Linked DNA regions of Mus musculus: all the other regions are linked to region 1. Evidence: chromatin contacts called from public Hi-C, HiCAR-type, HiChIP or PLAC-seq and promoter capture Hi-C data. All regions are on one chromosome and are shown on one strand. The core of a region is the stretch at or near the end of the contact, and the rest is flanking DNA. Distances in the headings are between cores, read along the strand shown. Region 1 holds the start of St8sia4 (ST8 alpha-N-acetyl-neuraminide alpha-2,8-sialyltransferase 4). Region 2 holds the start of D2hgdh (D-2-hydroxyglutarate dehydrogenase). Region 3 holds the start of Thap4 (THAP domain containing 4). Region 4 has its middle 220 kb from the start of Pdcd1. Region 5 holds the start of Macir (macrophage immunometabolism regulator). Region 6 holds the start of Slco4c1 (solute carrier organic anion transporter family, member 4C1). Region 7 holds the start of Dtymk (deoxythymidylate kinase).

Region 1 (3,657 bases), core at 440-2,939:
TCCTAGAGTCCCCTTTGAGCCTAGTACTATTAGCTTTATGCAGAATAGCAAGTCCTTCCGGGAGGATACACCTGCGTCTTACTCACTTCATTGTGACTGATTACTCAGAGAGGAGCGGGGATATTAAGAAAAGAGCTGCGTAAAGTTTCCTAGTGTGTGTTTGAGAAGCTCTCTGCCCCGCCCCCCACACAAAACCGCGCACACACAAAAATGCCAAAGCATCCTTCTTCGTTTCAAAGATGCCAGAGACAATGTAAAAACAGAAGGAAATCTCAGCCAGTGCAGTTTCCGACTGTGGAAAGCTCCGGACTTGGGAGGATTTCCGAAACAGGACTTTTAACAGAGTTGACAACAGGGCCATATCCTCAGATGTGCGCTTCCAAGCCTTGTCAGAGACAAGAAGTTACAAATCGCTCGCTCTGCTCCCGGATAGACTTCAAAGGCAGAGAAGCCAGGGGAGAGAGGAAGGAAGTGAGATATTTACAGAACTTAATGGGGCGGAGATTTTGATCACATCTTGACAAACTCAAAAAAAAAGAGCAGATATGGTCTGTAAAGGCGCAGTTCCCAGTTCCCTTCTAAAACTGTAACCATGAAACCCGGGAGTTTTATACGTAGAGGAGTGAATAAGGAATTTTCCTTATTGATACTGAAATGTCTAACTTAAAGAAAGAAAGAAAGAAAGAAAGAAAGAAAGAAAGAAAGAAAGAAAATAGATCTTACAGGCGTCCCCTCCCCCAACAAAAACAAACAAAAAAGAGTAAAGACCCACTTCACTTCTGTGACCATAAACTTTGGAGAACGCCGCTTTTTATGGTGTCCTCATAGACTGGCGGGACACAGAAGGAAAGAAAGAAAGAGAAGGCTTGAGGAGTAAAGACATCTCTGAATTCTGCTCAAGCGTTAAACTGACAAGGGCACTCGTTCTTTGTTGACACTTCTGCAGTGACTTCTTTGGTGAGCTGCACCCTGTGCCAATACATCTTTCACCACCACCACCACCACCACCACCACCACCACCACCACCACCACCACCATTGCACAGGGCAAGTTAAACTCATCCTAGAACCAGCATGGGAAACATGCACACACACCTCCAAAGAGCCTTTGTTATTTAATTCATGACACTCTGCACAAGCACGCCCAAACCAATACACACAGCACTCCAAAAACGTCACTCTCCCGGCTCTAAGCACACTTCACTATGGCTTGATTTGGTGTCATATCCTTGAACATGCATTTACCCGATGAGTTGCGTCTCTTGGTGCTCCTCAGTTCTGGCTATTTCTTTTGTCTTATAAAAGATCAGGAGTAGACTTATAGTGCAGATGGTCCACCGTTTTCTAATTGAGCGCATCTTGGGTGCCCGGGAAAGTCCTGGTTGTCCCAGCTCAGGCACCTTCTCCTGGTATAAAGGCTCCGTTTTGGGATGATAATCAAGGGGGAGAAATCTGAAAATTGCGAAGGGAGCGTGGAGCCGAGATCCCAGAATCAGGTCGCTAGGATGTTCAGCGGTGGAGCTCTCCCGGTTCTCCAGCGCTGCCCAGCTCCCTGCCGCGCAGTTAGCGCTTACCGGGCCCGGGTCGCTCTGCGCCGCCTCCCTGGGGCTCAGGTTTCTTTTCAAATGTGACACCTTGTGCATTGGAGGTGGCGGTTTCTTCTGCAGCTGGGCTCGGGGGCGTCACTGGCCCTTTCCTCGCCGTAGCAGGGAAACGATAAGCAAGGCCAGCCAATCACCGTGCTGAGGGGGCGGAGGCTGCTGTTGCCTTGCGTTACTGGCGGCTGCTCGGAGAGTCGTTGTGAGCTCGGTCTGCACTATGCCGGGTGGAGGAAGCTCACAGTCGCACGCGGACGCGTTCTTGCGCACATGCCCCCAAACCACAGACACACACAGAACCACACTATCTCCTAGGACGCCCAAACGTCAAGGCTCCAGATCCGCCAGCTTCGACACCAGCATTCATCTCATCTGAGAAAGATGAGACTCATCCCACCAGAGGAACGCAATGGCTAGGGATAAGGATAGCTCGAGAAAGCAGCCTATCATTCAAAGCGTGTTTGCTAAACATACGTAAACGCACGGGCGAATAAACCCGACCGAAGCACAGTGAAATCCAACAGGGAAGTGGAAGGGGAACGTTCATTATTCAGTGCACAACTCTGTCTGGAAAATACGATTATTCACAGGAGCTGATGAGCTGATCTCGCCCGCAGAGTGGATGGGTAATGAGGATCCCAGCTTGAAGCTTGAGGTAAGCAAGTGAAGTCGGAGGCATCCTTACGAACATTATGGACACTTCTGTGACCCACGCGTTGTCGTTTGGAAACTCCTCACGAAGTGAAGGCAAATCCAATGCCATTTAAACTTCACTGCTGAGACCAGAATTCTGAGAAAAGGCAGCGTCCTCCGGCACACCCACCAACACATTCGTAATCCTAGGGAAGAAGAAAGGAAGGGTAAAAAGCAGGAAAGGCAGGCTCCTCTTGAAAATCCAACTGAAGTGTATTGGGCTCTGATTTTCACCCCTCTTCCCGCCTACCTTTTTTTTTTTTTTTTTTTTTTTTTTTTTTTTTTTTTTTTTACTTCTATTGTATTGTGCAGCTGGCGCGCTTTCTGAGTATTCTAGCTGAGCACCTCTCCATTCCTAGTTTCTGGCACATTCAAGAGAGCTGACTGCTCAGGCTTATCACACCTAACATCTACATGCTTCCTCAGCAGGAGACAGAGCCTGGAAACCAGACTCCTTCCTATCTGTGTGCCTTGGCCCCAGGATTCCAGAGGCTCTGAAGTCTGACTTCCTGCTCCTTCACTGAGCAGTACCTTTGCTAGTCCATTAGCCCATTAAGTTTGCACTTTCCACATCAGCAAATGAGAAGGCTCACCACCAGGATTTGGGTATCCTTGGACTTAGGAAGAATTCAGAGTGACTCAAGGAGCAGCATTAAGTAGAAAGACATGACCCTTGCTTAAAACCCGAGGTTCTAGAACCTTTGCCTAGCTGCTGAGGTCTTTAAAAGTAAACCAACAGAGCTTAGTATAAGACCCTGTTTATGTGTGTCAGTTTCTATTCAAGGTTTAGGAAGTTAAGTCTCCTAAGTTTTGAGAACCTAATCTCTGCAGGACAGGCAACCAAAGAGCCAAGTCTAAAATGCATCAAGGAGCAAGCAATTATGAGTCTTTATTGACATTACAAGTGGCCTGCTGGGAGCCTTTCCAGTGGATTGATGTCCACGCAAATCCTGCTTACCTTAATGCATTTTAGTTACACAGACTTCTCAAGTAGCAGCAGGGAGAAAAATAAAACAGTTTCTCATGGGTTAAAGGGAAGTGGTATTGGCTGGGGTGTATAAAAATGCTGTTTGTTGCAAGAAAAAATATCATGTTCACATGCAGAAAATATCATTTTCATTTTTTCCTCTATTAGTTCATTTTCTCTCAGGTAAATGCCCAACTTTAAAAACCTTTTGTTTTTATATATTGACCTTTGCTTATGTTTCCATACATAGAACCAAATATAATACATGTCTAATCACAAAAGACTTTGACTTTAGCTAGAATGCAGAGTCATAAATGAGTGAAATTTCTCCCAGATCAGGAAATCTATCATCATTATTCTCAATTCTTCAATATCGGCTGGCTTGGGTAATTGGCAATAC
Region 2 (3,612 bases), core at 796-3,295, 1.8 Mb before region 1:
GGGTGTTTAAAAGGACCAAATACGTAGGTGTCTTTCCTGAGCCTGTAACTGATTGTCTAAGGGTTACTAATGCTGTGATAAAACACCATGACCTTGGAGACACTCACAGTGCCACATTACTGTTCATCACCAAAGAACGTTAGGACAGAAACTCAAATAGGGCAGGATCCTGGAGGCAGGAGCTGATGCAGAGACCATAGAGAGGTGCTGTTTACTGGCTTGAGTTCATGGCTTGGCTCAGCCTGCTTTCATATAGAATTCAGGACCATTAGCCCAGAGAAGGCCCCACCCACAGTGGGCTGGGCCCTCTCCTATCAATCACTAAGAAAATGCCTTTTTTTTTTTTTAAAGGATTTATTTTATGTATGTGAGTACACCGTTACTGTCTTCAGACACACCAGAAGAGGGCATCAGATCTCATTACAGATGGTTGTGAGTTACTGGGAATTGAACTCAGGACCTCTGGAAGAGCAGTCTTAACCACTGGACCATCTCTCCAGCCCAAAAATGCCATTTTTTATTTTTTAAAGGGAGGGTCGTATTGGAGGTATTTTCTCAACTAAGATTCCTTCCTTTCAGATAACTCTAGCTTGTGTCAAGTTAACAGAACTGTCCAGTACATTGACAGTCTTGATAACTTCTAAATACCCTCAGTGGCCTATGGAGTATGGGCCAACTTGGTAGAAACAGCCCAGTAGAAGCCTCTGGAATGTCCTTTCAACTAGTATGTGTTAACCATGTCCCAATGCCCCTGTCTGATAAACCTGGGAGGGTGAGCAGACCTGAGGGAATTGCTCTTCTGGAGGTACAGCTGTACCTTGATCCCTCCCAGCACACACTGTGTAGCTGTTGATCCCTAAATGCTGCATTCTCTTTTCTTTTTGGTTTATCTGTGTAGTTCTGGCTGTCCTGGAACTTGCTCTGTAGACCAGGCTGGCCTTGAACTCAGAGAGATCTGCCAGCCTCTGCCTCCCAAGTGCTGCGATTAAAGGCATGCACCACCACCACCCAGCATATTCTTATATCCAGTTTGCAAGGACTACCACAGTGCCTTGGCTTTTAGTTGGCACCACTATACCTCTCTGTTCTTGCCTCAGCTTCAGGAGCCTCCTGCTCTTCCCTGGTACAGAGATCTAAAGTAATTATCTTAACATCTTAAAGAAGGTACTTCCAGGCTTGTTCCTCGATGGGAAACGGAAGTGGTTAAGTTGGGAGAAGTGACAGTTTCTGGAGCTGCCCCAGGAAACTGGGAGATGAACCCTGTTTCAGATACCAGGTCTGTCCAGCCAGCAAAATGGAAACTACTGGGGTTATTTATAGCTGAATATAGCTGGGGGATGCTGAAGTAACAGAATAATTGCAAGAAATAGCAATTACCTGTTACCTAGGGCTGGGAGTTGAAGGGAGACAGTATAATTCAGACTCAGCCCAGGAAAACTACTGCTGGGCTGCAGCTCTGTGCCTTGGATTTGCTAAAAGTTACTGCGTACCTGCTTGAGGACTGGGTGGCTGGGCCTGGCCCCAGGAGGTCAGGGATGCTCTGTAGAGCTGGGCTGGCCTTTGTGATCCCTATGGTTAAGCCTCGGGCTTTTGTTGTTTCTTTGAGGGTTGGGCAGAGTCGTGTCTGCTGATGGACCAGTGACTCTAGGTGAGACGGGAAGCCCGGGGAAGAGAGGAAGAGGGCAGAGATTCGTAGGATCGATAGAAGGAGATCGAGGGAGACAGAAATGCCTGGGGAAGAGAGGAGCTTCTAAGGGTGACAGTGGCCCCTGCGGAAAAAGCCACAGTGAACTGAAGATGTGACCGCTTATCTTTTGGGGCTAGTCGGGTGGACCACAATGAGGCCAGTTGGGAAAAGTGCGTGGAGTCGGATTTTGGTCAAAGCAGGATACTCGCCACTTTGGGACCTGGGGGGCACTCAGGTTGGGTCAGCAGGAACATAAACAAGGCCGAAGGTCTGGGAAGGGCGGGGCACACTCAGCAGGGTGGAGTGAGGTAGGAAGGGCGGGCTGACACACATGCGCAGTCTCTCGCTCCACCCCTCTAGTTCAGGCCTACGGTTCTGCAGGGGTGGGAAGCAGGGTGCGGGTGCGGACTCGGTCTTTGCACTCGGACGGAAGCTAGGGTGCGTAGTGGGCTAGCTGTAGTTCCTGGGTGGAGGGTGCTGGTGTCTGAGTCTGTGCAGTCCGGGCTGTGGCCTGTCAAGTGATTGCACAGGTCAGGTGTGAGTTGGGATTGCCGGCAGGGCGAACCTAGTCGCATCGCTTCTCACTTACACCCACGGGCCGTGTGGGCTGGGAGTGCAAATAGTTGGTCCTCCTTGACGTCACAACACATGGCGCATGCGCATGCTCTGCGCATGTCGTGTTGTGTTTTTTCGTCTCAGGTAAGGCGGAAGCAGCAGCCAAATAGAGCGAGCCTTCAGTTGGAAGGCGGCCTCTTCTGGATAGCTACCAGTGTGCGGGCCGGTTTCCTTCCCTTCCCTCTTTTAAGCCATTTTTTGTTGATGTACCCAGGTTTTGTAAAACTGGTGGCAGAGTATTACGTAAAATGTAAAATTCTCCTTTCAATTGTGTTTGGGTGCACAATTCCGGGATACCTTCCTTTTTCTTGCAAAAGTTAAAATACAATGAATGCCCTGGAGAGCCAGCACCGCCCATAGGTATTCACTCAGTGGAGTCTCGGGACTGTAATACTGCAGGGCGAAACATTAAGAACCGAACCCTCCTAAGACTCCAGTCCTCTGCATCCTGCAGCCCCAAGCCGCCCTGTTCTCTAGGCCAGCGAGTCTCAACGTTCCTTGACCACTGGGACCCTCGTGTTTCCGTGAACCCCAACCATAAAACGTTTTCAATGTTACTTCATAACTAATTTTGTTACTGTTATGAAGCACAATGTAAAAAATCTGATGTGCATTATGTCTGATATGTGACTCTCCCAAGGGGTCGCGACCCACAGGTTGAGAACAGCCGCTGTAGGCGGCTTTGTGTAGGTGACTTCAGATGGGGTGCAGAGGTTATTGTGGGGCTTTCTCATTGCTTCATTGCTTACGAATCGCAAATTCAATCTCTCTCCCCCCCCCCCTCCCAGCCCCCTCTCAAGAGCAGGAACAATGGTGCTCCCTCTGGTGTCCAGATGGTCTGCAAGGGTCCTCTGGGCATCTCCAGGATGGAGGAGGACCTACACCCAGAGAGCTTGTGTGGGGTTGAAGCGGCTGGGTTGCCCTCGGGGTGTGTACAGCCCCTTGGCTCACAGAGCATACTCCGTGGTAGCTGGCGGCCCAGAGGTGACGCTGACCCCTGAGCGATATCCGGTGCAACGGCTGCCGTTTTCTACTGTGTCCGAGGAGGACCTGGCTGCATTTGAATGCATCATACCTGGCAGAGTTATCACAGATCCAGAGCAACTGCAGACATGCAACGTTGACTGGCTGAAGACCGTCCGGGGTGAGCCAGGACGTGGGCGAGGGGAACAGATTCCTCGTCCGCTTGCCTCATATCCCTTTGATGACACCACCAAGGTCTTCTGAGAATAAAATCGGCAGATTAAAAGGTGTAGCACTTGGCTAAAGTGAGCACTTGTGGACACGGCTGCCTGCATCTGCTCAGCTTC
Region 3 (3,326 bases), core at 564-3,063, 1.9 Mb before region 1:
GAGGCAGAGGAAGGACGTCTACAAGACCAGCAGACTAAAACAATGCGATGTAGGCCAACAAGGCAATTCAATGAGACATTGTCTCAAAACACACACACAGACACGTGCCTGTGCACACACACCAAAACACCCCAAAGACAAAAATGGTAAATTTTATGTAGTATTTTACGTCGTAAGAGGAAAACTGGGAAAAAAAAATTAGATGTTCAATAACATGCTTAGTAATTTCTTCCCTCATCTAATGAAGCTATTTAATGGTCACTTAAGGCAAGATTTGTGAGACCAAACTGACTACACATGGTAGGCTTTCTCAGGTGCTCAGAGCTCCACCTGAGCTTTTCCAGTCTCGAGGAACCTGCTGTGGACCAAGACTGGCCTTAATAGGATGGATCTGGACGTTGTAAGCAATGTGATCTTATAACCTTTATCAGTGTTTAGTGAGCTAGATTTCTGGAGTTTCCCCGCCCCAATTTGGGCACTGTCTACCCATATACCATGTTAGAACATGGGGAAGCCAACATCAGTCCTTGCAACACTGCCTCATTTTCAACTGTTAACAAAACTTCTGGGGCATGTTCTATGTGAAATTGTTACGGAAACATTCTGGTTGACTTGTAAGATTGTTTAACGTTACTAGGTTTTGTTTTGAACCAGGTCTTAAGGACTGGAGACTTAATGTAACCCTGTGAACTTTCAACAGATACGTGCCATTCCCATCTTTAAATTTTAACACCAAGTACTAAGAGGTGGCAGGATGTGCGAAGTGACTTCCAAGGCAGAGTCCCTTCGCTCGCTGTTCACTCCTGTTGGAAATCACAGGAGAGGACCAACTGAGGGAGTCTCGAAAGCCTTTGGAAGGCGCGGCCCGCACAAGGGCCACCGAGAACCCCCTGGAAAGCCCTTTCCACGGTCATCCCCCGGGCCTCTGCCAGAGTGCAGGATGCGGGAGGTGATCGGTGCCAGTGCCTGGGCCGCAGGACCCCATAGGAAGGCGATGAGGGCTATGGATGCAGGAAGTAGAGCTGCGTGCGCCGGGCCGCACTCCTGCCACACACCTCCGGGCGGGCTTGCCCCGCCGAGGCAAGAGTGGAGAACTGCCCGAAAGCAAAGATCAGGATTAACCTGAGAAGGCGCCCTTGCAGAATACTCCTGAAATTGGCAGGGCCAGCCCAAATCAGTGCGACGCCCGTTGGTGGAGGTGGCGGAGGGGGCCTCCGGCCGCTCTGCCCGAGGCATGGCCGTGCTGGTCCCCAAAGCCGGCGGTCCAAGCCAAGGTCATAAAGCTCCACGACCCGTCCACCTCCCACAGTTACCCTCGGTTAGCCGGCCCCCCACTCCCGGTCCCCGGAGCTCGGCCCGCCGCGCGGCCTCAGTTTCCCCGCGGGCCCCGGCCAGGGCGGGGGCGTGGCGGACCCGGAGGCGGGCCGCGTACCTGTGGAAGGAGACAGCGCGTTTCTCGCCCTTGCCCTGCCTGTTGGAACAGTTCACGGCCGCGCAGCAGATCACCATTGCGGGCCTCGGTCGTGAGCGCCGCCAGGCTCCGATCCTTGCCGCCCGCCCGCTGGCCCGACCCGCCCCGAGGGAGCGCGGCGACACAGCTCGGGACGTGGGCCGCGGCCGAGCCGTACGGCAAGATGGCTGCGCGCTGCCGCCCGCACCACGCTGCGCTCGGACTGCCCGGCCACGGCGCCGGCGTCGCGGCCGCAGCGGGCGGTGAGTCCGTACCGAGACATGCGCGGGTGGCTGTCTGTACGGAAAGATGGCGGCGCCGGAGGAGCGCAGCTCGGGCCGGCTCCCGGGTGTTCCGAAGCGGCGGCGCGGGCCGGGGGCGGGGCGGCCGCGTCCGGTTAGGAACCACACGCGCCGAGGCCCCACCCCCCGCGTGCCCACCGCCGTACGGCGAGATGGCGACGCCCGCGCTTCCGCTGCGCCGCGCTTGGCTGCCGCGGCTTCCCGTCGCCGTGTCGCGCAGTAGTCCGTCGGAGCGACGGCACGGTCAGTCGGCAGCCGGACAGGGAAGATGGACGCAGGTAAGGAGGGCGGACGCCTGCCCTGTCGCGGGCGGGCTCCCGTGGCCGCCCGCTGGGGCGGAGGCCGGTGTGTTGGGCTGGGCGGGCCGCGCCTCCCCGCAGCGCTCAGTACCGGGTTCGCGGGGCCACTCGTCAGCGCCTCGGCCTCCGGCGCTCGGCCGCGGCCCTCGGGGAGCGTCCCAGCCTGTGGGCTCGCGGCTGCGGGCGTGAGGGCAGGGAGTCTGAGGGACGCATCAGGACGCGGGCACCCTGGTGCCCGGAGAGGACCGGTGCGCCGCGAGGGTGGGCCTTGCGGTGTCCATTGAAGAGCCGACCTCTTTAACTTCTGTCAAGTTGTTGGCCGCTGGTCCAGCTACCACAACATGCACATCTTTTGTCTTTGAAGTTCAATAACCTGTGTAGGTGAGCCCCGCTCCTGTTCTGACAGCGGATCAGTCACATGCTACTTTGACTTCTTGAGGTCCTAATACTGGGTTAAGTGTGGGTGGGTTTTGTTTGTTTGTTTGTTTGTTTGTTTTTAACTGACTCTTGCTTCTGAAGCTGGAGAGTGCGGTTCTTTGTTTATGTTGGCCAGAAGTCTTGGAGATGCAAATCTATCAAATAAGTTGTTTGCTAATAGCCCTAAAAATACCCACCCCACCCCATTCCACCCCACCCCACCCCCAACAGAGGTTCTCTCATTCCCTCAGCAGCGTTAGCGGGTTTTTTTTTTTTTTTTTGGTTTTCTTTTTCTTTTTTCCTTTTTTTAATTTAAGAGCGACCTGCCTTCAAGAATCCACTCCTTTGTGAAGGAGTCCTGCTACCTGATTTCATTGTACTTTTCTTGAATGGCGTTGCTTTTGATGGTTTTCTTCTGACAGCTGTGTTAGAGAAGTAGTCGGCTCTTACTTGGGAGTAATGCCTACAGTTAATACACATTTCAGCAGTTTATGGCATCCGTAGCTGGAGGAAGCAGGAACGTTGACTCCCCAAGATGCATGAGCCAGGTGTATATTTTTTTAAGATAATTCATTTTTTTTTTTTTTTTAGAATGAATAACTGAAGCTGTCACACCACAGTGCCTCTTGGAGGTGTGGAATGGGATAATACATTGAATTACTTAATTATCCTCTCCCCCACTTTTTTTTTTAAAGACAAGGCCTCACTGTTTAGTCTTGTCTAATATGTAGACCATGCTGACCCAAGACTCACAGAAATATATCTGCTTGCTTGTACATCCCCAATGCTGAAATTAAGTGGGTGTTTAATGCTGCTGTGAGATCAAACTCAAAAGACATCTGTGTTTGAAGACTTGTG
Region 4 (3,786 bases), core at 763-3,262, 1.4 Mb before region 1:
AAAGGCATTTGTAATATTTTTCAGTCTAGTCTTACAATTCTTAGGAATTAGAAATGGAGGAAATTGGAAAAGTTACATTGCGTTTTTGAAAGCTAACATTAATTTTTTTCCCTGAAGATTTTATCTTATGTCAGGTAATTCTTTTGGTATTAAGGGAAAAAAAATGAAACATTGTCCCTGTTGATTTTCTTATTTCTAGATTTTATCTTTCCATGCAGAAAGATTTTCTAGTGCTTTAAGCTTAAGATTTGCAAATATGATAGAGGGATAGAGGTAATCTATGCAAATCCCATCTTACCCAATGGTGATAGATACCTTTCACCCTGTGTGCAGATATAAAACATTCTTAGGAAGACCAACGCTGGGGGATTTCTTTTCACAGGGTTGAGTCCAATTCTGCACATTACTTTTCTATATAATTGTATATTGAAATGTTTGTGAATAAAATAGGGCTTAAAAGCGGTTCCTCGTTTTACAAAGAACTTTTCTTAACCTCGAATCCTCTCATCTTCTTTGGAAACTACATTTACTTATTCCATTACACAGATAATTCCCTTGTGTTTTCTTTAAACTGAGGTTGAATTATGACTCTATAAAATATTCCAATAAATGGCTATAAGAGAACAAAGCATAGTGAAGTTTCACATCTAAATGACATGACCGAGCAGACTGGCTGATGATAGCGTATACCTCAATGTTCTTTTGGGGAAGAAATAAATCGCAGTACTCGGAATATTTCAGTACCACAAACCATGAAGAGCCACTGGAGTGGGGAAGAAGCAGTGGTCATAATGAAAACATTTATTATGCATGGATCAATTCTCTTACATGGTATCAGGAGGGCGTACTTCACAGTAGGGGATTGGTGGGAACTGGACTTTTATAGTCCTTTTCTGAAACTTGAGAGTAAATCAGAAGTTAAATGTGCTGTTCTCCTTGGGAAAAGTCCTTCCAATTCTTAAAACATAGCCCTTGGGGCCTGGCTCTTTTAAATCAACAGACAGAAACATTTTCTTAGAATCATTATGACTTCCTGAGAGCCAGGTTATTTTCTCAGGTCCCTGGAGGCTGCTTCAGCAACAATGACAAGCTTCACTGGAATAACGTTTTGTTACATCTATTTAGAAAGAAAACAATGACTGTGATAGTTTTATTCTAAGTAGACACTGCCTTCTATGAAACTCCAGTGGATTTTCCTATTCAACCATTTGTCTGAACCCTCTCTGGACAGTTGCATTACCAGTTTGCTTGTCTGGGTTTCTTATGGCAGAGTCTTAAATGCAGCATGCACCTATGTCTTTCCTACTCTATCTACACCCCCCTCCCCCCGAATCTTTGCTTAAAAAAACCACACAATTTCTTATGATACTTAGAATGAGTTGCCTTGCACCATGGCGTTTATTCTCGAGAGTATATCTACTCTTTGCCTTCTCTTTTTGAGACAGGGTCTTGCCATATGGCCTAGGTTGCCCTTAAACTGGAACCTCCCTAATGGTGGATACAGGTATCTGCTACGATTTCTGTTGGATAGCGTTGTGGATAATCAACCCCCTCTAATTTTGTCTCAGGCTTCGTTTCTCTCGTTCTCTTTCAAGCTGTAAGGGTGCGAAGTGAGCCCGGCCTTCAGGAAATACGGAAGCCTCACAGACAAGAGGCAGGGATCCTCCCCAGGCTTCTCAAATGAAGTCATCTGAGGCTGTAGTGAAATTTAACGTTGAACGGTGGGGGTGGGGTCAGGGGAGGAGCAGAGTGCAGAGTGTTTGATTAGAGAGCAACTCTACATTTGCACCACTAGAAAACGTTTCTTTGGGGAGACCAGCGAGGAACAAAGAGGAAAAGGAAAGTATTGAGTGTGCCCTGGACAGCTCACCACACTACCTGTCCTTGGGGGTTGGGGGTGAGATGGTGCAGAGTTCACGACTCAGACTCTGGGAGCAGGTGAGAAATCTGACCACTGCTGTTAGCACCTTTACCCTCCACCCGTGCCCCCATTGGTCCCAAGAAAGTATCATGTCTAAACAGCAGTTCCTGATTGGCTGGCACTGTTTGCACCAGCAATCCTTGGTCTCTCAGGCAGTCATCAATTAGGGCCTCCTGCAGGAAATGCTTTTGTGGCTGCATGACCCCCAGCGTTTACACAGAGGCAACCCTGCTGTTCCTGCTACAGGAAAGAAAGGAAGAGCAGGGAGAAGGGGCATTGCTGTCCGTGGAGGTAGAAAGGTTAGAACTTATAACGGGATTTGCTGTTCTCTCATGGAAAGTTCAGGGTGAGAAGCAGGACAGAAGGAAAGTAACTTTTCATGTTAGCCTCAATTAGTTGTAAGTAGTTGTCAGTGTGTAATGTCACACATCCCCCATTATCTGTCTCTTGTCTGTGTTAAGACAAGAGGCAGAGATCCTTTCAGAGCCCAGTGGACCAGAGGCTGGGTCTGTTTACTACTTGCTTAGAGTGCAGTGGCTCTCAACCTGTGGGTTGTGACCCCTTGAGGATCTCATATAAGATACTTGCATCATGATTCATAACAGTAGCACAACTACAGCTATGAAATAGGAATGAAATAACTGTATGGTTGTGGGTCACCACAACCTGAGGAATTGTATTAAAGGGTCGAAGCGTTAGGAAGGTTGAGAACCACTGGACTAGAGGCCGAGAGAAGAGATAAAGGACACTTCAGGAGAGGGTGGAGAGCAGAGAAAACCATACATTAACTCCTCAATCTCTGTCCAGGTGACCTGGCATTACTGTAATTCTTAAGGACTTAGATACAAATTCAGAGAAAAGCCTGGGCAGACAACAAACTTCAAGTAAGCTTGCCACTACTGTCCCATTTGCATAGGGAGAGAGCAGTTTCTTTTAATTTTAGTCAAACTGAGAGGAACATTTTGGGCTTTTACTTAACACTTTGTAGGCTAAGCTTCATTTCTCCTCATGGACGTGCACAGATGAGCAAAGACTCATGGCATAGGAGAGTCTTTTCTGGGACTCCACAAATTCTAACTGACTAATCCTCACTCAGGGGAGGGTTCTTTCTCTGCATCACCACGTGTTTTAAAGCAGACAGAAAAACGGGGGTAGACATGATTATGTAACTGGTATAAATAAGAACAGGCCACAGTGAGAGTCAAGCCCAGACTGTTCACTGTGGGAAGCCACGTGTGCCATTGTAGGGTGGTGCTGGCTACCACTGGCCACCACACATACATAGGCAGTAAAGGTTTTTGCCAAGATGAGGTTTTGAGAGTTAACCAATCAGATGAGAGACAAGTTAACCAATCAGATGAGAGACAAGTTAACCAATCAGATGAGAGACATGTTAACCAATCAGATGTGAGACATGCAAATGAGGTGGTAAGCATAACCATGCATAACCAATCCGGGTGTGAGACATGCCTCTCCTAGGCCTATATAAGCAGCACCAGTTCTGGGCTTGGGGTCTCTTCGCCTCTGCAATCAAACTCTCCCAATAAACGTGTGCAAAAGGATCCTGTTGCAGCGTCGTTCTTGCTGGCGAGTCAGGGCGCGTGCAAGAGTTCACTGCTGGGAATCTCTCTTCTATTAATATTTTTTATTGAAAAAAATTGCTTTCATACAATGTATTCTGATCACATTTCCCTCCTCTTCTGACTGCTTCCAGATCTTCCCTATCTCTCTACCCATCCAACTCTACACTCTGTCTCTTAAAAACCACAAACAAACAGAAAAAAAAAAAACCCAAGAAACACCAACAAACATAAACCCACAAACCAAATATGTACAAGCAAAAGGTCAAAAAGATAAAAGTCTAC
Region 5 (3,733 bases), core at 179-2,678, 2.0 Mb after region 1:
AGAGAGAGAGAGAGAGAGAGAGAGAGAGAGAGAGAACACAAAACAAAAACAAAACCCTGGTTCTGAAGAAATCCTCAGCCCACTCTAAGCAAAGCGGCGTGGGCAGAGAGCCCGGGAGTCTCTAGCGAGCCAGACACTTGCCAGGGGGAAAGCACGCGGCTGTCCTTCCCTTCGCGAACTGGGTTCCTTCCTGGCCGAGATTTGCAGATTCCACCACTAGAGCGACTTTGGCAGCTTCACAATGGGCCGCTTCTCAAGGTCTGAGCGCCGGCCGCTGCCAGGCGCCCTTTCCTAGGCTTCCCACCCGCCCCAAAGTCCACCAGCGACAGGTGGGGCGAGGGTGGCGGTGCCCGAGACATCTGCCGCCTTAGTTTCTGGCCAGCGCCCGGCCGCGATTCCCCAGTCCACAGGCGCTCCTCCGCCACCGCCGGTCCGTCTGTCCGTCACCAGCCGCCGCACCGGCCTCGGCCTCGCCCGCGGGGTGCAGCGCGCACTGGTGGCCGAGATAAGGTCGCCAGGGGCTGTCTCCCGCCGCTATCTGTAGCCCGCAGCCGCGGCTTGTACACCGTTGGGGCCAGAGGCGCGGCAAGCCGGGCGAGCGTTACTTCTCAATGGGCCTCCGCCGGGCCTGCCGCCTGGCGCTGCGGGTAGGGCGAGCCGCCTAGCTGGCGCGCGCCGACGCGCTCAGACTTCCGCACCTTGGCACCGCGGGAGCGTCGCTCCGGGTCGCAGAGTCCCCGCACCGCATGTCGGCGGCGAGCGCACGCCCGCCCGCCCGCCGGTCCGTCCGCTCGCTCGCTCGCTCGCCGCGCGCGCACGGGGCGCACGCCCCCGCACACTCACCCGCGCCGCACACTCCCGCGTCGCCGGCCCCACCCCTGTGCCAGGAAGCTGCGGGCTCTCGCACCCCGCTCGGGCCCCACCCCAGGCTCCAGTCCCCCCACCACCACGCCAGCCATTCGCACCAAGGCTCAGGGACCAGCGCCGCTCGCAGCCCCGGTGTCACCGAGCCATCAGCCATCGCGGAGGCCGGCGCGGCCCGGGGCTTCCCTGCGCTGCGCACACACCGCGCGCCCGGCCGGGACACGAGGCGAGGAGGAAGGGGCGGCGCCGTGCCTGGGGCTGGCACAGTGGCTCGCTGACTGGGGCACCCACACTCACGCGCGTACCCCACCCATCCCCGCCACCACCTCTGCAGCACAAAAGGTTGCAGGAGGAGTGGCGCTCCCCGTCCAACGTACCGGTCGTCCAGGGTTCCGCCGGTTCCTCTATGGCCGGCAGCCGCAGACCCCGAAGCCAAGGGCGGGCGAGGCGCGGGGCTGCGGCGCCGAGGTGTGGGCAGAGGCCGCCAGCGGAGCCAGCCGGGTACCCGCTGCTCTCCCACCGCGCTCGGCGCCAGCTACGGCCCGCCGTAGTCCCGCCTCCTCCCCCGCCTCCGCCCGCCTTCCCGCCTCCTCCCGCGGGCTGCGGAGGCGAGGCCGGGAAGCGCAGAGCCCGCCTCCTGCGCCAGGCTCGCACGCTCGGCTGGGCGGGCGGCTGGGCCGGCGGCGTGAGAGCGCAGAACCGGAGGCTGTTGCGGGGACGGGAGGCGGCGGCGTGATGCCACACTGCTCCCGGACCAAAGTCCGCCGCACCCTCCGGGGAGCCGCAGCTCACAGGCCTGACAATGCGGGCCGCTCCCACAGAGCGGTGTGCTAAACTCTGTGGGGATGGCTGTGATTTTTGAGTTTCTGCTGATCAGAAGTTGAGAAGAGCAGAAGCCCATGAAGTTAAAATTATACTATAATAATAAATAATAATAATAATAAATGTCAACAACTAAATATGGGGGCGGGGTGAAGACTAAATTCTGAGTCACTTGTTTCTCTTCTCTTTTCCTTTCTAGCTTCCTTCCTGTTCTGTCTTTACAAGGTCTCACTCTGTACCCAAGGCCGGACTTAAGCTCCGGAGAACCGTTCTGCCTTAGTCTCCAGAGCGCTGGGATTACAGGGATGAGGTGCCATCCCAACAAGATTTTCTTTTCTCAGTCCATATGCCACTCCCCTGCCGAAGTGGTCAATGCAGCATTACAAATATTTGCTGATATTTATTTAGCTCTAGGTGCCAACCCTTTTGACGCACATTCCCAAGTTTGCAGCTCTCAACTGTGCTAGTCCACATTTTTAAGACAGAAAACATGAGTTACATCCTTGAAGTCACAGACCTTTCATATAGCTGAGCTGTTTGTGTATTTATAAATTTAAATTCAGGTTCCTGCATTGTGTGGCCTTTTAAACGGTGCTTTATCTGAACATAAAGTCATACATTTCATCTAGACTAATACAAACTTAAAGCAAATAGTTCATGTTCCAGAGTCTATATATGTCCCCCAAATTACCAAGGTTAATAAATACACTCTGGCTCCAAGATGTGGCTTCTGGTTTCTCTGCAACTGAAGGACACTTACTCAATTGCTTCTCATATGCTCTGATGTAAGTATCAGAAAAAGGAAGGAAGAGGCCAGATTCATGAATGTTCTCAGTTACTCTTCCCCAACATGATATTCATGTAACTTATCAAATATAGATAGACCCTAGTACACTGTACAGGTATTGAATGCTCAAGTGATTAAATTTTGTTTTATATTTATTTGTTCAGTTGTTTTGTGCCCCCCCCTCCCCGCCCCACCACCATGGGTACCTTAGTAGAAGATGCTCCAAGTATTTTCAGATTTGAACATTTATCACAGCAGTGTATTCTGATGTTCGTTCTTATAAAACTACCTCGGAAACATTACAAATTATTTCAAGAAGCTTAGTTTCATTTTGTCTGAACTCATAATTTTTTTAAGAGAACACCTTGTAACTTGGCCTTTGTTCTGAAATTTTAGCAATGTTCTTTGGCCAGAAGCAATAAAGTTCCGACTAGTCTCTCCGTTCATTAGGCTGAAAGCTAGCCTTGTCTCCAGCTGTCTCCCACTCTAGGTTCCCACCTCTGAGACTCTTCATCCAATCAAAAGTTAGGTTAGTTCTCCAGTGTCACAATGAATACCTAAACTAATTCACTAGGCCAGCATGGTTTTATATGTGGTTCATGATGGTTATGTCTAGAGACTATCATATTTAGAATATGTGGGGCCGCTCAGGATGGTAGCTGTGTGCCTATGAAAGAAGAAAGCAAGATGGAAACACTTTGCGAGCTTTCTGGATGTTCCATTAAGAAAAAGTTAATCCAGGAAGGAAGGAAGGAAGGAAGGGAGGGAGGGAGGGAGGGAGGGAGGGAGGGAGGGAGGGAGGGAGGGAGGAGAGAGAGAGAGAGAGAGAGAGAGAGAGAGAGAGAGAGAGAGAGGAAAGAAGAAAGAAGAAAGAAAGAAAGAAAGAAAGAAAGAAAGAAAGAAAGAAAGAAAGAAAGAAAGAAAGAAAAGAGAGAGAGAAAGAAAAGGAAAAAAGGGGGAGAGAGAGCAAGAGAGAGGACAGACAAACATGCTTGAAAAAGAGTGGCCCCAAATGTTAACTTGAACTTCTAATCCACAAGGCCTTTCAGAACCTAGAGCTCAGGTGCTCTATCTCAAATGTCACCTCTGTGGTTATATCTTGGCCTTGAAATATCCTTCCTCCCCCCCCACCCCCCCAAAAAAATAAAATCACTTCTCAAATGTCACTTGTCTGGGAAGAATTATTCATTGATGGATTACCACTTAGCAAACAGCCAGATTGAAAGAACAGGATAAGTGAACTTAAAAAAAAAAAAAAGA
Region 6 (3,482 bases), core at 684-3,183, 1.2 Mb after region 1:
ATTTTTCTTAAACTAGAGTAAATGATGCTTTAAACTGAAGTAGACACAATTTTCCCTCTGAGAGTACCAATTCTTTTCAATAATAGTTTAAAACAATAGTTTATGTTGAATATAAAATCTCTTGGAGTAACAGACATCGCAGAATAAAATCTAAGGTAAAACACAAGGTATATTTTATTTTTTAATTCTATACAGCTCTAGCAACTATCCTCTACTATCATTACTTTGGGATTAACTACAACCAAGATCAACTAGAATGAAACCATGTTGCAATAAGGAAAGGAATTCAACTACAGCAAAAACCTTCAGGAAAAGGAGCTGAACCCTACTTAGGGTCAACAAATATTTACCTAGCACCCAGAGGGTGAAGAAAGAAAAGAAGAAGAGGAACTGGGTGTCTTGAAGTAGGGGAAACAGAAATAAAATAAGAACAGGAGATGAGAGACTTCAATTTAGTTTTCTATTAATTTAGCAGAGAAACATTTCCAGTAACCCTCCACTGACTCTTGGGTTTCATTCCTTTCAACCTATCCTTGACTATTACAAAAAGTTTGGGATTATACCAAAAATGTCTGCATACCAAATTCAACTTAAATTTCATCAGGTCCTTCAAACTGTTCCACTTTTAGCCCATCCCTCCTCAGATAGTCTTCTTAGAAGAACTTCCCCTTCATTCTATCCCTTGAGTTGAAAGCAAACCCAGCAACTTCAACTTCTTCCTTTCTGCTTCCTTTTCAAAAAACACCTCCCTCGCTCCCTCCACCACACTCAAGGAACCTCCGTTTAGATTGTAAACTCCAGGGGGGATAAATCTTGGCTTAATCTGCTAGTCCCAAGGGAGTTTAAAAGGGCTCCTAGAACAAACAGACACTCGATAACTCCTGAGACTGAAGAGCTGATTAAGGTTCACCCTGCACAGCTGGAAGCCTTCTCTCATTTACTCACAGGACTGCGCTTGTCCCCACATTCTCAAATATCGAGAAAATAAGATTACCTACATCTAATCTACGCTACATAATGTAAGTACTTCTATCCTCGTTCCTCCTTTTGGAAAATCAGTCCACTCCTATTTGCAAAGCCTTTAATCCTCCCTCTGTAAAAACAAACAAATAAACAAATCCCTTCCCTAGATCTCAGTTAGATAGTAGGGTTTTAAAACACAGACTATGACTTATCGTTTTCCCAAAGGAGGATTCTCAGAACCTTCCCTAGAGGAATCCACTCTGCTAAAATGAGGCAGAACACAAAATTAGTAAAAATGCTAAGGGGGAGGGGGGAGGTGTGTTAAAATATGGACCACTCAGAATGTGGCGAACACCCGCAGGCAAGAGCGAACACCCGCAGGCAAGAGCGTCTTCAAGTTCCAAACCCAGGCATGGGGAAGTGGGGGTGGGGGGTTACCTAGAGCAGAGTCAAAGACCCGAACAGTTGGTGGGTTCCCCTGCACCTGCCTCTTTCTCTCCCCAAGCTTGACCCCACCCAACCATCAGCTCAGCCAAAGACCCCCAGAAGCTGGCGCTGGACTTTACCTTGCGTTAGGGCTAAGAGACAGTAGTGAAGCAAAAAGCCTTGGGGGGTGTTGCAGCGCTGGAGACACTGGGGGTGAAAGCCCCTCCACCCGCAAGGTCCCTCCTCAAGCTCGCTTAGCTGTGACCCCGGCGGCTCATCAGAAGCTGGGGGATTCGAAGAAGGCGGGGATGGCTCAGTTGACTTCTGAGGCTCCTCAGATTCCCGAGGCTGCGAACCCCCATTCTGATTCCTGGAGGCCACAGCAGAGACCTCCACCTGGGAGGGCGAAGCAGACGCACGGCGTGGGGTGCCTGGGCTGGAAGGGACGAAAGCCGGGTTCTCTATTCCTTTGGAGCCCTGCATGGTCAAGAAAGGTTCTCTAGACTCCTGTGTGAGTACGATCGGCAAAGGCTGGTTTCTTTTCTGGCTCCGCCCCTGGGCAGGTGACAGCGCCCTAAGGCCGGACTAGTCTCCGCCTCCCGGCCCTCCCCATCTGTCACTGCACGGTCACCGCAGCTACCCGGACACTCCCGGACCTCCGGGACCTAGGCACCTCGAGGTGTCAGCGCTGCTCTGCTCTACACCGGTCGCCCCAAGCGACAACCACAATGCTCTGTGTGGGAGTGAGACCCGGCCTCCGCCAGGTGAGAGAACAGGGCGACACTATCTCGTATGCGAGGGCGCCACTTTCAGGGATCTCAGCACAGCGGTTTTTTGTTTTTTGTTTTTCATTCTGAGCCCAGGGACCAGGAAGTGGCAGAGACTGTGGGAGTCAGTGGGCCAGCGTTCCCCCTGGGTAGGCGTATGAAAACTGCAAACACCGTTGCATCAGGAGACCTTTCAGGAAGACCTGCCTTTGCTTTTTCCTCTGCTGCTAATTTGAAGCAAGAGTCCTCTGCTCCCAGAATCAGGCTGCACTCAGGTATACTGCTTTGAATTCCATGAAAACAATAATAGTACTTTTACCTGCCAACCTTCCTAGAAACAAATCTTTCCTCATCAGCTACATTCACAAGGCAACATAGCCTTCCTTTTAGTTTTAGTTTCTCCAAACTGAAGGAATGACAAAACTTTGAAAACACATCCATGGCATTCTCTGGTGAAAGTGATGAACATTATGTAAAAAATGTGCAATATGAAACAAGAAAACTGATTGAAAACATTGATACAATTTTATGATTGACACTCATTCCAGTCTCTTTATTTACTAAGTCACTGATCATCAGGATGTATTTATTTCCCGTATGCTAAACACTGTTGGGAGTCTGGAAGAGTCTACTCACCAGGACAAGCTGGCAAATACCTCAAACACTGTGCTGCTCACAGCCCAATAGGAAGCAATCCCTAAGAATGCATACACAGAGTACTCTATAAGAATACCATAAATTCTCTCTTATAAAATCTTTTTTTTGGGGGGGGGGATTGTAAATTTTGTACTTAGTGAGTTGAGTGATTGCGATGTAAGCCACATATATGACTTTGAGGAGTCAAAAAGTAGTCTGGATTGCCACTGGACCTGGACGAGCAGAGAGAGGTAAGGACTGCTGTGTTCACTGTTATTGGCCTTTAAGTGAGTGTAATTGCTGTTACATACGCTTCACACATTGAAGAATCTGTGCCCCAAGGAGAACCAAAATCCCTCCCAAGGCAGCACACTGACAATTCATGTAGGGAACTGGAACTTAGTTTTCGCACTATCTCATTATCTGTCTTTTAATTACCTCAGCCTACATGTAATGGTTAGATTATTACATAGCCATTCTCAAAGATCAAAACAAATACTTAGCCCAGTGCGTTAGTACTTGAGATACAGAGGCAAGCAGATCTCTGTTGTGTTCAATGGCACCATGGTCTACAATGGTGAGTTCTAGGACAGCTAGAACTACATAGAAAGAGCCTGTCTCACCAACAAAAACTTCATGCTTCACTGATACGAGGTTTTGAACATAAGAAGTTCTAAATGTCAGATTCTG
Region 7 (3,774 bases), core at 942-3,441, 1.9 Mb before region 1:
GGAGATGTGGCTCTATGGATAAACTGTTTGCCATATAACAGGAAGACTGGGGTTTGGATTTCTAGTACCCCAGAACCCAGATATAAGCCAGCAGGAAGAAAGACATTTAGGGAGACAGACAGGACCCAGAAGCACAAAGGCCAGTGTATCCCAAAATTATCTCAGCTAGGCATGAGGCCAGCCTGGTCTATAAGGCAAGTTCCAGGATAGTCAGGGCTGTTATGTAGGGAAACCTAGTATCAAAAAAAAAACAAAACCAAAAACCAAACCAAACCAAAAAAAAAAAAAAAAAACTTTTAATAAAACAAAACAAGCCGGGTGTGGTGGTGCACGCCTTTAATCCCAGGCAGAGGCAGGCAGATTTCTGAGTTCAAAGTCAGCCTGGTCTACAAAGTGAGTTCTAGGACAGCCAGGGCTATACAGAGAAACCCTGTCTCGAAAAAACAAAAACAAACAAAACAAAACAAACCTTGCCTCAGCAGTTAAAAGCACTTACTGCTCTTGCCAAGGACCCAGGTTTGGTTCCCAGAACTCACATGACAGCTTACAACTCTCAGTAACTCTAGTTACAGGAGTTGTCTTCCTTGGGCAGCAGGTATGCATGAGGTGCACATACAGGTAGCCATTTATATTACACAAAAACGAATACATATTTTTTATGAGGCCAGCCTGGTCTATAAGGCAAGTTCCAGGATAGTCAGGACTGTTATGTAGGGAAACCTAGTATCAAAAAAACAAAACCAAAAACCAAATCAAAAAAAAAACCTTTTAATAAAACAAAACAAGCCGGATGTGGTTAAATACGATGGTCAAATACGACGATGTTTTATCTCAAATACGGCGATTTTTTATCTCAAATACGACGATTTTTTATCTCAAATACGTCGATTTTTTTATCTCAAATACGGCGTCGAATGGTAGGGTAGAGGAAACCTCCCAAGCTGGCCTCTGGTCTCGACGTGCGGGTGTTTGCACACATGCCACACACAGGTGCTCGCACCCTTGCCACACACAAAAGTGTGCATGTTACAACCGGGGAGCAACGACGCAGGTCTTTACACTTGTTCCCAGCGGTTTGCAGAGAAGAGCAGGTGCACGGAGTGATCCTCTAGTTCCGTTTTCTTTTCCAAGTAGGAATTCAGAAGCTTGCCGATTTCCGTTGATCTTTCTAGAAAGACAAAGATACACTCGACTGAAGTCAGACTCTTCACCTGAAGTCTACAGGGGTTTGCACTTAAGTTCTCTCCTTGCACCTACACCTAACTTTCAACCTCCAGACAGCTTTGGACCATCTCTGAAGCCAAAGAAGTCTCCCCGAGAAAAGGAAGTAATGTACGTGCAAGTCTTGATTTCAAAAGTACTTGTAAGACTTTTGACTGGTTGGTTTGAAAATTAAAATATCCTGCAAAGTGGTTGTTCCAATTCCCAACCTACTTAATTTGTAGGATCAGGGGTTGGTGTCCAGTGTACAGGGCGCAAGGCCAAAAGTCAACCTTATGTTCCCTTTTCAGTACTTTTCCACCTTGTGTTTTCAGAGAGGAGCTTCTACCTGAAGCTCAGTTTTGGCTGAACTGGCTGGCTCACAAGTCCCAGGAACGAGTCCGTCTCACCTCTCCAGCGGTTGGATAAGCAACCGTACTAGGTTTTTTTTTTTTTTAACCTGGGAAACTAAACCCAGGCTCTCATTTCAGCCTGTATTTTATTAACTAAGCCATCTCCACCAGCCGGGCCCTCCCAAATCAATGACCAATGAAGAAAATGTCTTCCAGGCTTGTCTGCTGGCCAATCTGGTGGGGCCAGTTTTCTCAATTGAGGTAGCTTGAGTCAAACTGACATAGACTAGCCAGCACACGCATGCACAATAATAAATAAATAGATGTTCTAAAAGCTTTTAAAGATACTAAGACTACAACCCAAAGAGAGAGTGAGGGAATTCTCCAGGCCCACCCGCGCACCGGGGAAACGCAGCAGCTCCGCTCTGTGGCCCGAGGCGCACAGCGCGGTCACCAGCTTGAGGCCCTGCGTGGTCTTGCCAGCACGGTCCACACCCTCCAGCACGATGAGCGCTCCCCGACGCGACGCCATCGCCCGCACAGCACCGGTCAACTTGCCAGGTTCCCGCCAATGTTAGATGCAGCAGAAGCCCGGCGTGCACGGAAGCCCTGCCCTCTTCCGGTTGGAAAACGAATTCTGTGGCCTGCGGGGAACAGCTTCCGGACGTGACGTAATCTAGGCCCGGGAGTCTGCAGTTTAGCGAGCGCCAACTCGCGGAACTTCCGTTCGCCGCTCCCGAAGAGCACCAATCTTAAGGACTGTGGTTGCGCAGGCTCTGGTCACGTGGAAGTTCGAGACCTGTAACGGAATCAAATTTTTATGCCCCTAAGCGCGCTACTGAAGGGTTCTAAAAGTTTCTTATCACACACACACCTGCGCGCGTACAGGAGCCATGTGATGATCAGGCTCTGAAAGGAGTTAAGGATAGGAACATCGACCCCCAAGATGTACTTTCTGCAGCATTTTCGAACCGCTCAGGAATTTTCCTTGTCGTTTTAGTGTAAGTTGGTGGAAGGAAATGGGTTTATTTGCAGCGTGGGCAGAATTGAAACCACCCCCCCCCCTTTTAAATTCCTTTCCCCCTAGCAGTGTTTTTACAGACAAAATAAAGTCAGGGAAAATACATGAGCAGGAGGCGGGCAAATCTCTGTGAGTCTGAGGCCACTTACATAGTTTCAGGCCAGCCAGGGATACATTGTGAGACCCAGGCTCAAAAACCCAAACAACAGTACTCTAGAGGAAGAGAAAAAAGGATCCGCAGTCAAAGGCTGGGCTGGGTTATGTTTTGCCTAATGAACAAAGATTCCATACCCAGCACAGAATAAATTGGATATAGTGAGTGACATAGCCTATAAACCCAACATTTGGGAGGTAGATCAAGGTTTATGCAAACATTTGAACTAACACCCAAAGAAGTGACACAGATGCCAGACACATATGTAAAAATGTGCAACACAAACATATTGTTAGGAATCATGAATTAAGATAATTTCACCTCTTCGAGAATAGCCCAAATCTACAATTCTAACCCTTCATCATGCTGGTGAGGACGTGGAGCGAAGGAGACTGTCAGTGCAGAGGAGAAGGCAAAAACGGTGTGGAAGATAGCTTGGCTGTTTCTCAAGAAAGCACTCTACTTTTAACATGAAGTCAATATTTACCCAAATGGGTTGGAAACTATGTCTGCACACAAATGATTGTATCAGCTCTAGCCACATTTGCCTAAATATGGAAGCAGCTAAGATGTCCTCCAACACGCAAACTGATAAACTGGTAATTACACAGTGAAATAATTTTGAAGTAAAAAGTGAATTATCAGTTACTTACTAGGACATGGAGGAACCTGAACTGTATAATGATAAATGCAGCCAGTCTGAAAAGACTGTGTACTGTAAAATGCAACTACATGGCATGTTAGCAAAGCAATACTACAGAGACTCTAAAACGTTTATTGGTTACAAGTATGCGTGTGTGTGTGTGCGCGCGCTATTGTAATAGACCAAAAGAATTAAAGGCAGTGAAAAATATTCTTCAGGATGCTATAAGGGGGATACTTAATACTTCTCAGAAATATTAGAGCCCACCAAGAGTGGACTCTGGTAAACCCTGGATTTTAGTTATATTGTTTCATTAACTGTAACAGAGTTGCCGTAGGAATGTAAAATGTATTTTTGCAGGCATCGAGGGGTGCGTGGCTTCTTCACGAAGTGCGAGTCAAAG

The links. Promoter capture Hi-C pulls out the DNA fragments that hold promoters and counts their contacts. Hi-C and Micro-C count contacts between places; a contact is called where the count stands out from the background. HiCAR-type assays count read pairs that join an accessible place to other places. HiChIP or PLAC-seq counts read pairs in DNA pulled down with a chosen protein or histone mark.
Region 2: a contact with region 1 is called in a HiCAR-type map of astrocytes, with 6 times the contacts expected there. The contact joins the promoter of D2hgdh here to the promoter of St8sia4 in region 1. A contact is called at or near these places in 1 of 39 promoter capture datasets (hippocampal neurons), 1 of 484 Hi-C or Micro-C datasets (B cells) and 3 of 115 datasets of contacts at active chromatin or transcription factors (T-cell acute lymphoblastic leukemia, astrocytes and large pre-B cells).
Region 3: a Hi-C map of B cells shows a contact between it and region 1, with 6 read pairs. The contact joins the promoter of Thap4 here to the promoter of St8sia4 in region 1. A contact is called at or near these places in 2 of 39 promoter capture datasets (the C10 cell line and pre-B cells) and 1 of 484 Hi-C or Micro-C datasets (B cells).
Region 4: a contact with region 1 is called in an H3K4me3 HiChIP or PLAC-seq map of the 230-238 cell line, with 13 times the contacts expected there. The contact joins the enhancer-like site here to the promoter of St8sia4 in region 1. A contact is called at or near these places in 5 of 39 promoter capture datasets (embryonic stem cells, hippocampal neurons, liver and 2 more), 1 of 15 datasets of contacts at CTCF or cohesin (pro-B cells), 7 of 115 datasets of contacts at active chromatin or transcription factors (the 230-238 cell line, astrocytes, embryonic forebrain and 3 more) and 1 of 9 other capture datasets (embryonic stem cells).
Region 5: a contact with region 1 is called in a promoter capture Hi-C map of pre-B cells. The contact joins the promoter of Macir here to the promoter of St8sia4 in region 1. A contact is called at or near these places in 3 of 39 promoter capture datasets (the C10 cell line, hippocampal neurons and pre-B cells) and 1 of 9 other capture datasets (liver).
Region 6: a contact with region 1 is called in a promoter capture Hi-C map of hippocampal neurons, with 5 times the contacts expected there. The contact joins the promoter of Slco4c1 here to the promoter of St8sia4 in region 1. A contact is called at or near these places in 1 of 39 promoter capture datasets (hippocampal neurons) and 2 of 115 datasets of contacts at active chromatin or transcription factors (astrocytes and embryonic stem cells).
Region 7: a promoter capture Hi-C map of pre-B cells shows a contact between it and region 1, with 4 times the contacts expected there. The contact joins the promoter of Dtymk here to the promoter of St8sia4 in region 1. A contact is called at or near these places in 3 of 39 promoter capture datasets (the C10 cell line, hippocampal neurons and pre-B cells), 1 of 484 Hi-C or Micro-C datasets (CD4 T cells), 3 of 115 datasets of contacts at active chromatin or transcription factors (DN3 thymocytes, T-cell acute lymphoblastic leukemia and astrocytes) and 1 of 9 other capture datasets (adipose tissue).

The regions. Positions count from the first base shown.
Region 1 is chr1:95,665,905-95,669,561 of GRCm38.p6, forward strand. It overlaps St8sia4 (ST8 alpha-N-acetyl-neuraminide alpha-2,8-sialyltransferase 4), which reads right to left and starts at 1,690. Exons shown (of 5, transcript NM_009183.2): 1 at 1,245-1,690. The coding sequence starts at 1,357. Gm30431 (predicted gene, 30431) reads left to right here and starts at 1,797. Exons shown (of 4, transcript NR_166710.1): 1 at 1,797-2,252.
Region 2 is chr1:93,823,195-93,826,806 of GRCm38.p6, forward strand. D2hgdh (D-2-hydroxyglutarate dehydrogenase) reads left to right here and starts at 2,046. Exons shown (of 10, transcript NM_178882.4): 1 at 2,046-2,125; 2 at 3,091-3,446. The coding sequence starts at 3,113.
Region 3 is chr1:93,753,025-93,756,350 of GRCm38.p6, forward strand. Thap4 (THAP domain containing 4) reads right to left here and starts at 1,814. Exons shown (of 6, transcript NM_025920.3): 1 at 1,433-1,814. The coding sequence starts at 1,509. Atg4b (autophagy related 4B, cysteine peptidase) reads left to right here and starts at 1,881. Exons shown (of 13, transcript NM_174874.4): 1 at 1,881-2,030. The coding sequence starts at 2,021.
Region 4 is chr1:94,267,894-94,271,679 of GRCm38.p6, forward strand. No RefSeq gene overlaps it. Among named protein-coding and RNA genes, the nearest start is that of Pdcd1, 220 kb to the left of the region's middle. Within about 2 kb of position 2,013, at least 4 of the 459 cell types and tissues checked have an H3K27ac peak or open chromatin away from gene starts, as enhancers often do. A contact at or near this core is called in the 230-238 cell line, where this site is marked.
Region 5 is chr1:97,660,590-97,664,322 of GRCm38.p6, forward strand. Macir (macrophage immunometabolism regulator) reads right to left here and starts at 1,429. Exons shown (of 3, transcript NM_133825.3): 1 at 1,242-1,429.
Region 6 is chr1:96,870,238-96,873,719 of GRCm38.p6, forward strand. It overlaps Slco4c1 (solute carrier organic anion transporter family, member 4C1), which reads right to left and starts at 1,934. Exons shown (of 13, transcript NM_172658.3): 1 at 1,530-1,934. The coding sequence starts at 1,872. Panct2 (pluripotency-associated noncoding transcript 2) reads left to right here and starts at 889. Exons shown (of 4, transcript NR_131964.1): 1 at 889-1,019; 2 at 1,953-2,153; 3 at 2,248-2,431.
Region 7 is chr1:93,799,743-93,803,516 of GRCm38.p6, forward strand. Dtymk (deoxythymidylate kinase) reads right to left here and starts at 2,192. Exons shown (of 5, transcript NM_001105667.1): 1 at 1,956-2,192; 2 at 1,060-1,168. The coding sequence starts at 2,085.